Linked DNA regions of Mus musculus: region 2 is linked to region 1. The links are chromatin contacts, called in public promoter capture Hi-C maps. All regions are on one chromosome and are shown on one strand. The core of a region is the stretch at or near the end of the contact, and the rest is flanking DNA. Distances in the headings are between cores, read along the strand shown.

Region 1 (7,970 bases), core at 2,827-5,326:
CTACATGTGCTTATATATAATAATAAACAAATCTTTGGGCCTGAGCGAGCAGGGACTGAGCGAGCAGGAGTCCTAAATTCAATTCCCAACAACCACATGAAGGCTCACAACCATCTGTACAGCTACAGTGTACTCATATACATAAAATAAATAGATAAATTAAAAAAAAGATTAGGTTTGTTTATTTGTTTGTTTGAAGTGTAGGGTGGAAAAAAGCTTTGGCAAATACAAACTAAGGAATGTTTTGATCCTAATGCAGCGTTGGGACCTGCTCAAGTTCATGTCAGCATTTTCTGCCCTTTTCTACGACTCAAAACAGTTATGTACACAATAATGATTTCCCCGTAAACTCAGCATATACAGGTAGTCCAGCAATTAGGAGGTAGAGGTAGAAGGGTCAGGAGTTCAAGGCCAGCTCCAGCTCCATGAAAATCTGTCTCAAAACCAAACAAATAAACAAGCAAGCAAACAACAATGCTCATCAGCTACGCCTTGGATCCTTCACATCTCTTTTTCTGTTTTCTAACATGGACCTGTTACATACAGGAGTGTGAAACAATCCTCCTTAAAATATACAAACTTCTCTGCGAGGTTATAACATTGTTTCATTAATTCAGTGTCGGTGAAGCGATCTGTATCTATGGAGTTTAAGAACTACTCTGGCTTAAGATCTGGAAGGAGACTACATTCAAGATGGCTGCCGGGCATGCAGCTCTACTAGGGTTGGAAGATTCATCCCCAAGATGGATCCTGGTCCTTGGAAGGAAGCTTCAAATCTTCTTTCTGGTTATACCTCTGGGAACTAAATGATCGAGGCAGGGTAGAAACCCAAGAATGGGATTAAAATTTTCCTACCTCTAACCCCTCCAGTAATTGGTTGTAGCCCATATTATTTAAGCAATAGTTTTAAATCGAGAAACAAGGTTTGCACAACAGAAGCTGGTAAACACTAAGACTTTTGGGTATAGGATTTAGCACTGCAATACATAGCAACAGAGCAAACCTCAACAGATTGTCTCACTTTTGGCTGTCTTCCCCAAGAGTACAAAATCTAGAGAAAACCAGGGAAAGGTCACTGGACATGAGGCATCCCATATCATATCCACGGTGTCCTATTAGTCACATAAGTCAACTGTAGTCAGGGAGAAGAGATGGCACAGGAAGAGATGGCTGAGTGACTGAGCTAGTCCAAAGGAGATAAAACACTGGGGAAGAGCATGAGGTCATAGAGTTAGACCCAAGGCAGTCAGTCAAGAGCAAGTGAGGATTCCTGGATCTTGAAGCAGAGCAGAACAACACAGCCAGTCTTCAGCCCCTGGCTTGGCTGCAGAAGATAAGCAAAAACAGGGGATGATGATACCCATTCCTCCTTCCTCGGTGTTCCTGCATGCGCAACAGAAGCAGCCAGCAAGCTCTTCAAAGGCCACTTTGCAATTTCTTGGCTGAGTTACAACAAGAAGAAGATTTCTCTTGAAATATTAATTGGTTTTTATGGTGATAGGAAAGATATTTTTAACCCCTAACAAGAAATCAGGGGCACCAGAATGATGTCCTCACACAACGAGGACTTAGCCAGGAAGCTCACGTGTGCCAACATCATTAAGTGTTAACTCTGCAGAACAATCATGGCCAGGCTTCGTGCTGGGTTCAAAGGAGATGATTTTTCTAGGAAGCCCTAATTGAAAACTGAAGCAAAGCGGACTTTGTGATCAAAACAGGAAGGGAACACCAGGTTGCGAGATGACAATAACCTTAGAGCTTTGTTCTTACACAACAAGCAGGGAAGCAGAAAGCCTTAAAATGGCTTTCATCTGAGTCTGGGCTTTTGGAAGGGTGCCCTCTCCATTCTGTCTCCACTTCCCTCTGGCTGGCTTTTCCCTGTCGCCTCAGTGACTCTGCTTTCATCACGGGCAGCAAGGACACCTATGTTGCCCAATCCCACGCATGTTTCTGCTTTTGTGTTTTCTCATCTAACCAATGCCAGTCAGTCAATCGCCCACTGTTTCTGGAAATGTTGTTCTCCTGGTACCAGGAACGCCCTTTCTCACTGTTTGCTGTATCCTTGGCTGTTTGCTACGGCCACTGTTCAGCCTCTGAATGTTGAGGGTCTGGAGCACTTCGATCATGTCTATGATCCTCTGTGTGATTTTATCCAGTTCATTGGCTTTGATGTCATCAGAGGCCATGTGCTGACATTTAGGTCCCTGTCCCTGATCTCTCCCTGCAGCCTGAGATGACTATATCCAACCTGTCCTGTTGACATTCTCATAAGGGATTCCACAGACACCCAGAAGTACCTCCTGCTCTTGCTCCTTACCATCCAAACCTGTTGCTCCACCCTAAGCCTTTCCTGTCTCGAAACAGTACCATCTATCATGTAGATGCCCTACTTGGGTTTGTTCCTCCCCCCACCCCCCTCTGAGTCCAATACATCCAAGGTGCTGCCTATTCGGTCTCCAAAGCCCACCACAAACATGTCCACCTCTATTCCTGCCTGCCTCTTTTTCTGGCCAACCTGTTTTGTTTTGTTTTGTTTTGGAGGTAAGGTTTCTAGAGACAGAGTTCAAGGCCAGCCTTATCAACATAGCAAGCTCCAGGCTGCTAGGGCTACATAGTGAGGATTTTTAAATTTTTACTTTCTAAAAGTTATGAACATGCATTCACTCACGTCTGTGTTCATGAGTGCTGGTGCCCGCAGAGGCCAGAGGCATTGGAATCCCTGGAGTGGAGCTACAGGCATCTGTAAGCCACTGATGTGGTTAATGGGGGTCAATCTTGGGTCTTTTTTTTTTGCAAGAGCTGTTAACTACTGAAGTATCCCCCCAGCTCCAAAAATTCTAACCATCTTCTCAAACTCATTGTGTGTCACTGTCTTTGGCTTTCAACACTAATCTTGGCCAGCCAAAGGGTCTCTGCGTACGTTGTTCCATTTTCCTAGAAACTCTCCCCATGTATTTTTCTCTTCTTTTAAGTCTTAGCTTACTACTCAGAGTAGCCTGTCCTGCTCATCCTATCTGAAATCAGTTCCTTTGTTCCTTAATGACTTGGCTCTTCTCTTTCTATCACCACAGTAAATCCCACAGTCCCAAGGCGCCCCCCCCCCCTTTCTTTTTTCTACAGCTGAGCCAATTGAGTGTCTTAAGAATCGTGTTAGGGCTGACAAAAACCGGGAAGCCTCATGCCTCTTTCCTGCATGGAAGTCTGCTGCAAGTGACCTTTCACAGTTGCACTCAGATCCTAATTCGGAAAACGCACGTCAGCACATGACGCTAAAAAAGGAGGTTGCTCTCGAGACCCCTTCAGTGAAAGTAGTTGGCTACCCAGTTCCTGTTTTGCTGTAGGCTGGGTTCTCAGTGACACAGCTGTCTTCAGCAGAGCACGGAGACAGTGGGAGAGTTTTCTCATGGTAAGCCTCCTTTCCTGTGTTTCTCACTAGAGTTGATTGTTATTCTTGTGTTCTCTTTCTCTAAGACCAGGTCCCAGGAGATGGACATTAGAAGAAGACAGGAAGATCTGAACTCAACTTAAATGCCTGTGAATGTGTGAATGAGTCTCCAGATTGCATTCTGGCGCTTTGAAATTGTAACATTTCTGGGAAAGCAGACATTCGAGAGCCACATCAGTGCAGCTCATTTAGTCCTTGAGAAGACATTTAGGGTCCATGAGGAGGACAGCTGCTCATGGCAAGACCCTTTGTCATTCATCCTGAGCACACAACACATCTAACAATTATGCTGTTTAGCTTTGTTGGTTGCTTCTGTGTTGTGTGCATCTCACTTGCAGCCCAGATTGTCCTGAAAGTCCAAATCCTTTTGCCTCCCTGAGGTTGGGATCACAGGCAGGTACCATCACACCTGGCATAATTATGCTCCTGAAATCACTTGGCCTAGATGTTGATCAGCAGCCAAGTATTCAGCAGAATTGAATGCATTGGCACGCCTCACCTGTTTCCAGCATTCAGAAAAGCACAGGTGACCTGAGTTGACCCTGAAGTTCTAGTTCACAGGGAAGCCCCCAAAGAACCACCCTCAGAGTATGCATCAATATAATCTGAAGAGCCAGGGCTGTGGCTCAGTGGTAGAGTGCTTGCCTATGATATGCAAGGACTCAGGTTGGAGCCCCAGTGCTGAAAGAATCAGGAAATTAAGTCATGAAGTGGTGCCTGGGCAGATAGAGGCCTTAGGAGGAAACTGCATGTTTTGAGGGACAGAGCTGGGTCAGCAGAGTGTTTCCACACAAATGAACTGACTTCTGCATTGAGAACGTGAATCAACAGATCCCACAAGGTCAGTGTTCCCAGGCTCCCAAGTCCTTGAGGAATTCTGGAAGGAAGCTGTTTATAGTCGTTTTTCTAAGGAAGAAATTGGAGAGTTGAGATATATGCTTTCTCCTGCCATCTTCATGGCCTTCATGGCCTGCTTCAGGACTCAGTGGGAAATTCAAAAGGTACATTGTGACATCAAAAGGAACACTGGTACCATTGACAGTTGTTAAGAGTTTGTGTTGCTGAGGCTTAACCCTAGGCCTCAGCAAATGCTCTCCCACTGAGCTATACACCCTCAGCCTCAACTATTTAAAGTCCCTTCCCTTCCCTTCCCTTCCCTTCCCTTCCTTTCCCTTCCCTTCCCTTCCTCTCCCCCCCCCCCCCCCCCCCGTTGTTGTTGGACAGGGTCTCACTATGTAGCCCTCACAGGTCTAGAACTCAAACTGTAGATCAGGCTAACCTCAAACTCACAGAGATCTGCCTGCTTCTGCCTGTGCAGTGCTGGAATTAAAGATGTGTGCCACTATACCTAGTCAGCCTTTAATTTAAAAATTCACCATAAAGGCCAGATTGCTGGGTATGAGGTTTTCCTAGCTAACCAGACTATATCTGTCAAGACTGTTTTTCCCCCCTACTTTGTGAGAGGAATTATTTTTATAGAAGATAGGAGTTTCTGATTACTACCTGCCCCCCCCCCCCCCACACCTTCCCAATTCCTCCTCTTTATCTTTTTGGTTTTATGGGACAAGGTCTGCAGACCATGCTGCCCATAAACCCATGACATCCTCCTGTCTTGGCTTCCTGAGTGACCACAGACATGTGGTACTCCATGGCTTTTGTCCCATTTAGTTTTTCTGCGGGACATTACATCAGACCCATCTCTAACACGGAGCATCTGGTAAACTTCTGAAAGAAGTTACAAAATGCCATGAGACCCAAGCACAGCTCTGCTTTTGTTATGCAACAGTGGAAGCTTGCCACACTCCATGCTTCGTGAGTCAGCCACATTGGCCAATCCTGAGCTCCTGCCTTCTTTACTGGTGTCCTGTAGGAACGGGCGGCTCCAAGCGCTTCCACTGTTGGGAAAGTAAAGCAAGATATACAAGGTCAATAAATGCTCCAGAGCTGGGAGACCTTAGAGGGCTCTGCTGCTGCTCACAAGTGCCTTCCTCGGTCTTCCTCCCCATCCACTCCCCACCTTTCTTTTTGACAGAATCAGAGCTATTTAAAAATATATTAATGTAGATTTTAAGCCTGTGTGAGTAGGCTCTTCAAAAGGCTTCTCTAATACATTAAACACACACACACATCACTACTGACTAGACTTTAATTCTGGAGATAATAAACAGATTAGAAGTTTCCTACTTTGGGGGCTGGAGAGATGGCTCAGTGGTTAAGAGCACTGGCTGCTCTTTCAGAGGTCCTGAGTTCAGTTCCCAGCACCCACGTGGCAGCTCACAACTGTAACTCTAGTTCTAGGGGATCTGACCCCCTCTTCTGGTCTCCAGGGGACCAGGCACATATGTGGTTCACAGATATACATACAGGTAAAACACTCATACACATAAAATGAGATAATTTTTTAAAAAGTAGTTTTACCTTAAAAGAGTTTTCCTACATTTTAAAATGACCTAAATAGAAAACAATTACCACACACACATATATATGTGTGTGTGTATATATATATATATATTTTTTTTTTTTCTAGGCAAGCAGCCTACCGATTGAGCCACATCCCTAAACTTCTATGTGTTTTTAGGCAGGAAGACTGAAAGAAAAGAACTTTCCCTCTTTCTACCTCTACAGCATACCTGACAATTACATCATCCCAAACCAGGAAGAAAACATGGGGATGTTGCCCATAGCGACTGTTTATTAGTAGGACATTTAGTCCATCTCAACTTTTTCTGTGGTGACACTTGTACAGGTTCTACTTCCCTATTCTTACGACAAGGCCACATTGTCAAAACTCTTCCTTCTGGAATCACTTGGCTCATTAGCTGTAATAGAAACAAAAACAAAGGAGGGGAGGGGCATGATGGGAGGGGCAGGGAGGGGAATGTCTGCGATACCAGCACCTAAGAGGTACATACAAGAGGATCAGAAGCTCAAGGTGATCTTTAGCTATACAGCAAGCTAGCCTAGGCTGCATGAAACCTTGTAACCTTCTCCCTTCCCCCACGACGTGGGAGTGATTGGTATACATCTGTAATCCCAGCACTTGAGAACTAAGACATAAGATCATGAGTCTTGAGTCTGAGCTAAATAGCAGGTTTAAGGCTAGCCTAGGCTGCATAGACAGACTCTGTCTTTTTTTTTTTTTTTTTTAATTTACAATGTTTTCCCTGGTCTCTCTGGTTTGTTTTTCCACCATGATGGTCCTGTACTCAGACCCTGTCAGTTCAATCCTCTTCATCAGAGCTTGTTCTTGAGTACATTCAAAACCCCTGCCTGGGGCTGGAGAGATGGCTCAAGTTCAGTACCCAAAACCCACGTCAAGACGGAACACATGGCCTGTAACATCAGTTTCAGGAGGGTCCCATACCTTTGGCTTCCAGACACTCACAAGCACATGGACACAAACACACACAGGTGTAATTAACAATATTAATCTTGTTTTTAAGCCATAGATTGAACCCCAGCTCTTGTCCAAAGAGCTTGATCTTGAGTTCTGGTCCATTTTTCTCCCGAGCAGCACATCCTGTGATGTGTCTTACCTGGAGGCCCACTTTCCAGTCCTTTCCAGAAAGTTCTTGCCTATGTCTACGTCTCGTAGCACATTTCCCTGTAGTACTTTCAGCAGCTCAGATTTTAAAGTCTTTGCCCCACGTGTGTGTGTGTGTGTGTGTGTGTGTGTGTGTGTGTGATTGTTGAGACAGAAATGGGTGTTGCCTATGCAAGAGCAGGGAGTGCTTTTGACCACTGAACATCTCTTCAGCTAATTGAATTTACTTTTGTGCTGGGTGAAAGATATGGCTCAGGGAAATAACCCCAGGGATTGACAGATAGGATACTCAAAGCTAAAGAGATTCTATACAACAAAGGAAACCACCGGCAGAGGGAATGCAACCTGCAAAAATAAATTTCGCAAGAAAATATGTGGATCTGGATATATTAAGCGCATTAACTTAGGCTCATAAAGACAGATACTGAACATTCTCTCCATGTGGATCCTAGTGTCCAGTTTCGTATGTGTGTATTTATGTCAGAGAAGCAAGACAGGAGCCGGGGCGGGGGGGGGGGGGGGGGCGGGGGGGGCTTTAAGGAAAGGTGATGGGGAGGATAATAGAACACATTTGGAAAGGAGAGTACTAGGTGGAAGGGCATGGCTCGGGAGGGGCTGAAGAGGACCTAGAGAAGCATCAACCAAAACAAAGTAGCTAAGAAAAGCCAGAGTGACTCTTGTTACTCTGTATGCTAATCAAAACCCTTAAAACTGTAAATAAATGTATACAGATACTGGGTCTGCTTGTACATGCCTATGATCAGCACTGTGGAAATGACAGAAGGGTCTGGTTTGAGTCTTGGCTACATGAGACTCTGTTTTAAATCCCCTTCCCCCCACCTACACAAAAACACTAGGCAACTTTTAACACAGTCTGAATCTAAATATAAAAGGAGGAAGTAAAATGTTTTCCAAACACACCCTGTAATTTGCAAAGTTACCTCTTTCCAAAGAATATAGAATTTCACCTATTACATAAAG
Region 2 (7,970 bases), core at 1,475-3,974, 220 kb after region 1:
TGATGTGTATCGACTCGACAGAAAAACATAACACACAATGACAATTGTATACATGTTTGTGTGAGGAGTTAAAGTTGCAGGATTCATACAGGTCTGCAGATACTTTCTACATACATGGCATGGCTGACGTAAAGAAAAGCTTTGTACCTAAGGAAGCTTCAGAGCCCAGCTCACACGCACAGAATTCTGAATTCTGAGACCTGTCCTGACCTGGTAAACTCTGCTTGTGCCCTGCATCACTCTTTTCATCTTTCCTTTTTCAGTTCTCTATCCCACCATATCTTTGTATATCATATCCTTAAAAAACGGTTAACTACTTTCATCTTTTGTGTGGGCATGTGCACATGTTAGTGTTTGGGTACCACAGCATGCATATGGAAGTCAAAAGATCAACTCAGATACTGGTTCCTGCCTTCCATCTTTCTATGAGACAAGGTGTGTCTATGTCTGTCTCTGTCTCTCTCTTATTTATTTATTATTTGTTTATTTATTTAATGTGTATGAGTAAGCTGTAGCTGTACAGATAGCTGTGAACCATCATGTGGTTGCTGGGAATTGAATTTAGGACCTTTGCTTGCTGCAATCCCGCTCACTCCAGCCCTGCTCGCTCTTGTCCAAAGATTTGTTATTATATCTAAGTACACTGTAGCTGTCTTCAGACACACCAGTAGAGGGTGTCAGATCTCATTACGGATGGTTGTGAGCCACCATGTGGTTGCTGGGACTTGAACTCAGGACCTTCGGAAGAGCAATCAATGCTCTTAACCACCGAGCCATCTCTCCAGCCCGGCAAGATCTCTCTTGTTCACTGTTATATATGTCAGGCAAGCAGTCTCAAACTTCTATAGAGTCTCCTGTGTGTGCCTCCATCCTGCTGTAAGAACGCTGGGATTACAGATATGTACCATAGCACCTCATGCTTATGTGGTTAAGAGCTCTACCCTTTGAGTCATCTCCCCTCATTCATCAAATGCCACTTGAACTACATGTCCTCTGGAGGTGCTCCTGACTCCTAATTCTTACTCTTTGCTGGATTTCCAGTAACTAACATCTATTTTGTACCTCTTATCCTCATCCTTGAATCATGTTGGTGTTAATGAAACACTTTACGCCTCTGCCAGCCTATCTTATGTGCAAAGGTGTGTGTGGTGGGGGCCTGGGGGGCAAGCATCCAAACTGACAGGCCGGAAAGTGTGGGAGGCGATCTGATAAATAATGAAGCTGCCTGTTTCCTGGGAACGATTAAGAGTGGCAGAGAGCCATGATCTCTTTGGTGATAGGGAGTCCGGCTTGGGATGCAGCTGGGTTCAGTGGGTCATTTTCTAAATAAAACAAAAAATTAGGATCGTGGCTTCCTAAGAACAGGGATAGTAAAAAGAGCTTACAGCTGACTCTTTAGGGAGCTGGAGAAATGACCCAGCACTCGAGAGCACTTACTGCTCTTCCACAGGATCTGACTTTGGTTCCCAGCACCCAAGTTGTGTGGTTCCCAATTGGCTGTAACGCCAACTCCAGGAAATACAAAGCATTTGGCCACTGAGCGCACAGGAATTCACATACTCAAGCCCACAAAAACACACACACACACACACACACACACACACACACCTTAAAACAATACTAGGTCGTTTTTTTGTTGGTTTTTTTTTTTTTTTTTGAGACTGGATTTCTCTGTGTAGCCCATCAAACAAACTAATTAACAAAAAGAGTACCTTTTAGAACTAAAGATACAGTATGTCTCCTTGGTAACAAAAAGGATCATCTAACAAAACACATTATAAAAAGGACATTCAAATGGTTGTATCAGAACATGAAGCAAGCTGAGTGTGGTGAAGCAAACCTGTAATCCCACCACTTGGGAGGCAGGAAAGTGTTTGCTTCAGCGGGCCATCAGCAAGCACCAGTATGTATACTGGGCTTAAGCTGGCCATGTACCTTGTAGTAAGTTCTCTTTTCTTACAGTAGACAGATTTTTCCCACTGGGATCCAGAGAATAAGACTGCCTACCTGCAAGCCATACTATGTGTAAGAGATCTTTCTTATCTCCCTTTTCTCTTACTGAGGAAGTTGGATTTATGAAGAAAGTGGGGAGCTGGGAAGAGAGTCAGACATAAGAGATACGAATGTGAAAGGTTGGATAAATTCTGTAAGACTAGTGAGGCTCTTCCCCCGCCCCCCAAGAATCCTCGGGAAAGCACCCTCCTGAGTGGGAGTATCAAGAATGGAATTCTTGGGAAGAGAATTTGGCGCAGAAGGTAGAATAGAAAGTTGGGGAATGAAAGGTAGAGGCGAGTACTGTACCCGTAAGCCAAGGATGCGGCAGGATCCCGGTGGGAAGGCCTCAGTGATAGGAAGACCTGAGTGGTAGCAATAAGGGCTGGGGAGCGGGATTCAAAGAGCCAAGAATGGGGCACAGGAGGGAGTGATTATCCGGGTGGTGGTGCGCGCTGCCCAAGGCCAGCAACCAGACTCACTTTCTCCGCTGGACTTGCACTGCTTTGAACACATCTTCTCGCTTCAGCACCACGAAGTCACCGTCATGGATGCAGTGGTCCCCGAGAGGCGGGGGCGGTGAGCTCGGCTGCTCCGCAGCTGATGCCTCCATGGAAGCCAGGTAAATTTCAACCTCCGTTTTTGCTCCAGCCGCTAGGAGCCCGGCACGACCAGGAGGGACCTGCGTCTCCGCCGGCACCGCCCCCACGTGCTGCACGCCGCTTCCGCTTTCCGGTCCGGACCTCGGGACGGCTTCCGGAAGCCTGGCGACTTCCGTCTCTCTGAACTCTTTGATTGGCTACACTTCATCCCGCCCCCTAGTCGCGTGGCTTCCTTAAGCAGAAGCGCGTCATAGACGCGCCAAAAAAGAACTTCAAGCGAGGTCCGAGTTTGCCTTCTGGGCTTGTGCTCGGCCTTCCCCGCCCTGCGTCTGGCGTTCTGGCGCGCAGTGACGCGGGCACCGGGCGGCTCCGGAGACGGAGTGTCCGCGGAGCCCTGCGTGAGAGTGTATACGGCTTACGGCTCTGTCGCAGGCTCCGGGGCTCCTGAAAGCAGGACGCGAGGAAGACGGGGAGTCAGGGATTGCGTACGACTTTTCTCAGGCTGCTTCCCTATGTAGATGTTGGAATCGCCACCGTTCTCAGTATGTTATCCTGTTGGATCGATGTGGAACGTAGTGTTGCGATGGAATGTCTCATCCTGAGGATCCTGAAGACTTGAGCTTTTATCACAGGGCTATCACAAGCAACCTTGATTATTATTAGTTTGCATACTTGCGAATCTTTTATTTATTAAAACCTCTTAGGGTTAGAACAGGTTCTCCTAATGAATTACAGCACAGCGTATGAATCTATCAATAGTTTGTATCTGTGGGATAGGAATTTTTAAGTGGAGTTACTTTCTTTTGGAACAGTTTTAGGACAGCCTGCCACAGAAAGTAATACAGCGAAGATTGGGCTATGTTATTTCCCTAGTATCGTACTGGTGAGGATTATTTTCAGCCAATACTGCCCAATATTAGTTCCACACAGAAAACCGGTTCAAGTTAACTCCTTGATTTCTCTCTTGGTGGTTTGTTGAAAACTGGTATTGAATAAATGTCTATGGTGTACCTTAATCATGATGGAGATTAAAAGAATTAACTATACAACACATAAGGTTTATACTGCAGCATGGAACTTTGCAAGCCTAAGTGCTGGTCTTAAACACAGTACATTAATCCCCCCCTTACTATGTTAATACATTTTTTAGGAGTGCTCTTGACTTGTGGAAGACATGAGTGGTGCTTATAGAGGCAGAGGTTTTGGACGAGGAAGATTCCAAAGCTGGAAAAGAGGAAGAGGTGGTGGGAACTTCTCAGGAAGGTGGAGAGAAAGAGAAAACAGAGTTGACCTGAATGAAGCTTCAGGAAAGCACGCTTCTGGTACGTGCACGCAGGGATCGATATGTTTTCTCTCGGGAAAGAGACAATTCAAGGGCCGGTAGATGCCAGAGTAGGTAAGGGGGACTGCTGCCAAGTGAGGACCCTCAGGTCCCTGGAACCTACATGGTGGAAGGAGAAAACTGACTCCATAAGCTGCCCTCTGACCTCCACATATGCACTATGGCATGTGTGGGCCTACTAGTGTGCACAGGCAACATAATGTAAAAAGAAAAAAAAAATACAAGGAATGGAAATAATGATAATGCCTATTAATAATAATGCCTAGTAGATAGCAGGATAGTTTAACTCAGACTTCAGGTCTGAAGGTTAATATTTATAATTCTTATTGAAATATCTAATTTGGAGTCTATTAATAGACTCCTGTAAAAGGAGAAACTAGTTGGAGGGAAAACTAGCCAGTGCTTTGGTTTTTACTAACATCGTATTCTACGTTTTCAGCACAAGCCTCACAACCGTTACTTCAACAGTCAACATTGGATCAGTTTATCCCGTATAAGGGCTGGAAGCTTTACTTCTCTGAAGGTGGAGTTTAAGAACCATAAGTTATATATTCATCTTTGGATACTACAATTCATGTTACCGTTGTGCACTGGTCTTCCTGCTCTATGCCGCCTTTCTCTCTTCCAAGCATTTGTTTGAGCATTATTGCTATATGATGTATCAGGAAAACAGGAACTGGTGAATGTTTCAAAAGATTTCATACAAGGAATTGGATATGTATATGGTAGACTCAACACAGCAGTCTGATTCCTGTGACTGAGGGAGAACCAACCAAGAAATGCCAAGGTTATCAGAAGTGGGAGCTCAAAGGGAGAGGCAGGACAACGGTGACATATTCATTGCATCGCACCCTTCCAAAGCTGTGCTGTATCACTTTGAAAGACGTCCTACTGTGTGATGAGAACTTAGACGAATGAAGCTGATTGTCCCTAGTAATTGAGGATAGATCAGATGTTCCTGGAGGCTAGAACTATACTATCCTGTGCAGTCGCAGGGATGCCATGGAACAAGGGGCTGGAGAGATGGCTCAGCAGTTAAACATGCTTACTGTTCTTCTAGAGAGCCTGACCTTGGTTCCCAAAAGGAAACTCACTCTGAAACCCTTTTTGACCTCTGTAGATGCCTACATGCATGGCATGTGCTCCCGCTCTCTCCCTCTCCCTCTCCCTCTCTCTCTCCCTCCCTCCCTCCCTCCTCCCTCTCCACCTCCCTCTCTCCCAAGCATGTGCACTTGTGTGCGTGCGCGAGCGCACACACACACACACACACACACACACACACATAAAAGTAAATCTTACAAGAAGAAGAAGAAAAAAAGAAAAACAAGAATAGTTTCTTGCAACCTTCCAGACCTCCCAGTGTCCTCAATTGGCTGAACTAATGATTGAATAGGAATTTGGGCAAAGATGACAGTCAGACATCAGGACATAGTAATAGGCTTCTTGCCAAGGATTAGATGGCACTCGATGTTTGTAAAGTGTGCAGATGTTGGTTTTCTGTTTTCTTACGGTATTGACGTCTCTCATATCTCTTATGAAGCATGGTTTTGTTCTTGCCTTTATTTGTAGCTGGGGGTTTTCCCTCTCCAGTGTACTGTAGTGCTTGTAGTCAAGGATCCTGTCTTGTGACAGACTTTTAGTGTTCATTGTGTGAATGAATTCGTTTCCCCTCCCTATTAATTTGATAGGTGTGTTTCATAGGAGAGCCTTTGTTCCTTTAGGATACATCAGCCACACCATTTTCATCATCACCCTGGTAGCTAGCTCATACCACTGTAAAGTGATTTTTAGATTATTAAAGATGGAATTCAAAGAATACTTTGCTTAAAATTGACCCAGCTGCATTTCATTAGACTTTCTGTGACAGAGAAATGTAAAGATACTATACAACTTTGTAAAAATATTAAAAAGTAGCATTATAATTTTGAGATTACAGTTAAGCTTTGGTCTGTCTCCAGATCCTTCGGAAATAATTAGCAAGTGGCAGTTTGGACTAGTAGAATTTACTTTACAAAGATAGTGATTGTCTTAACTCTGTTCATGTATATGGCTTTGCATTTCTTAGACTTGAATAAGATATTTGAATGATAAACCGTTTGAGGAGTCTAAGACTCAGAAAGCTTCTCAGATATTTGGGGTTTTATATATATTTTAGGTTATTTAGACATTAGTTTTTTTTTTAAATCTCAAATATTCATACCAGCATTTACGCAAATGCAGTCATAACATGGAATAGGCAAGGAAGAAAAATGTTTGGGGTTTCTAGGGATCTGTCTCAGCAGTATAAAATGCTTCCATCTGTGCCTCTTGGTGCTAATGCTGAACTTGTTGGATCAGTTTACAGTAATAACTCTCCCTTTATTGAGAAGATTCAAGCATTTGAGAAATTTTTCACAAGGCATATCGACTTATACGATAAGGTAAGAGCTTTCTACCAACTTTGGCAGTTCACCATTATGTGACAACTAACTGGACAATGTTTGAGGAGCTAGTGAGCGTGAGCAGTGCAGCTGGGGAGGTGTTAGAAATACCAACTTCAAAAGTTTGTTAAGTATGTATATGTAAATACATTTACAATATTACGACTATGTAATAAAACTTAGAACTATTACTGTCTGACTATTACATGCTTTCTGAAGTGTATACTAAATGGATACTTATGATAATTGACTCAAAAAAGCAATTGTTATGTTTAAATTTTAATCTTTTATAGGATGAAATAGAAAGAAAAGGAAGCATTTTGGTGGATTTTAAAGAACTGACAAAAGCTGATGAAATAACTAACTTGATACCCGATATAGAAAACGCACTAAGAGATGCCCCTGAGAAAACACTGGCGTGTATGGGGCTGGCAATACATCAGGTAAATTTGGGCAAAGTTTTAAAAGGAGATATCATAGTGTTTGTACTTTCTGAAAGGCACTTAGCATTTGGTAACAGATGTTGGTTAGAGTTTAAGGATTGCAGTCTTCCCCTAAGAGGTGGTAAGTTCACCTATGTACAAGTCGCCCGAATTAGTTTAATTTCATTAAAGATACAGATGTTGTATTTCCTTTTTGAGAAAGTATCTGATTGTAAATATAAAATAGGCATGGTTTTAGGAACTTGGAGCAAAAGGATTTAACTCAGGTGTAGTTAGGCATTGGGAGAAATCACTTATTTCCCCACTGAGTCCCGTATGTAAACTGGAAGTAACAGTAGGGTCTGTGCTTGTATCGGTTGTTCTTAGGAACAGAAGCGCCCACATAAGTGCTTCAAGGTAAAGGGCAGCTGGTCCCAGGACGGGCATCGTGGCTGCCTTCAGGGGCTGGGCACAATGGGGAAGGCCAGAGGGAGATGTAGGCTTATGATAGGTCTTAAGGGGGTACAATCTGGACACAGCAGCGAGTCAGGATATCCAGGTGCAGCAAACAGATCACCACACACTCATGTGTACTGCTAGAACCCTGCACTGGCAATCTTGCTTCTTGTCTTCAGCCTCATCCAATCACCCATTGTTTCTCTAGTCAGGCAGCCACACCATCTCTTTATTCTAACATGCACAATTCCTTTCTATCTTTCCTGCTCTGGCTTAGGCCCTATGGAATTTGTTTAGTGGAACCCAGTGTGAAATGTCTCAGAGGGATGTTATTTTATGTGTATGAGTGTTTTGTTCATATGTATGTATATGTCATGTGTGACTAGTGCTCAAAGAAGTTAGAAAAGGGCATTGGTTCCTCTAGAACTGGACTTATGGATAGTTTGTGAGCCACCATGCTGGGAACTGAACCTTGGTCCTTTCCAAGAGCAGCAAGTGTTCTTAACTGCTGAGCATCTCCCCAGCTCCGACTGTGTTTTTAATGCTAAGTTTATGTGGGACAAAAGTCGTAAGTAAGTAGTGATGATGAAGTGTTCTGGTGCAGGCATAAGAAAATCTCAAGTCAAATAAATAATCTACTATAAAATAAATAGAACCAAATATTAGTCCTTTAAATAACTATCAGGGTAGTATTTATTTACTTTTCTGAGATGTTCATAAACTTTGGGTTCTATGA

Evidence for each region. Promoter capture Hi-C pulls out the DNA fragments that hold promoters and counts their contacts.
Region 2: a contact with region 1 is called in a promoter capture Hi-C map of embryonic stem cells, with 2.2 times the contacts expected there. The contact joins the promoter of Trmt6 here to the promoter of AU019990 in region 1. A contact is called at or near these places in 13 of 39 promoter capture datasets (the 3T3-L1 cell line, the C10 cell line, the HPC-7 cell line and 9 more), 2 of 484 Hi-C or Micro-C datasets (pre-B cells and pre-pro-B cells), 5 of 115 datasets of contacts at active chromatin or transcription factors (embryonic stem cells, large pre-B cells and memory CD8 T cells) and 3 of 9 other capture datasets (adipose tissue, liver and pancreatic islet).

The regions. Positions count from the first base shown.
Region 1 is chr2:132,594,120-132,602,089 of GRCm38.p6, forward strand. AU019990 (expressed sequence AU019990) reads left to right here and starts at 4,077. Exons shown (of 6, transcript NR_033468.1): 1 at 4,077-4,286.
Region 2 is chr2:132,813,330-132,821,299 of GRCm38.p6, forward strand. It overlaps Trmt6 (tRNA methyltransferase 6), which reads right to left and starts at 2,725. Exons shown (of 11, transcript NM_175113.3): 1 at 2,475-2,725. The coding sequence starts at 2,605. Mcm8 (minichromosome maintenance 8 homologous recombination repair factor) reads left to right here and starts at 2,812. Exons shown (of 19, transcript NM_001291054.1): 1 at 2,812-3,136; 2 at 3,745-3,916; 3 at 4,376-4,459; 4 at 6,274-6,356; 5 at 6,650-6,799. The coding sequence starts at 3,769.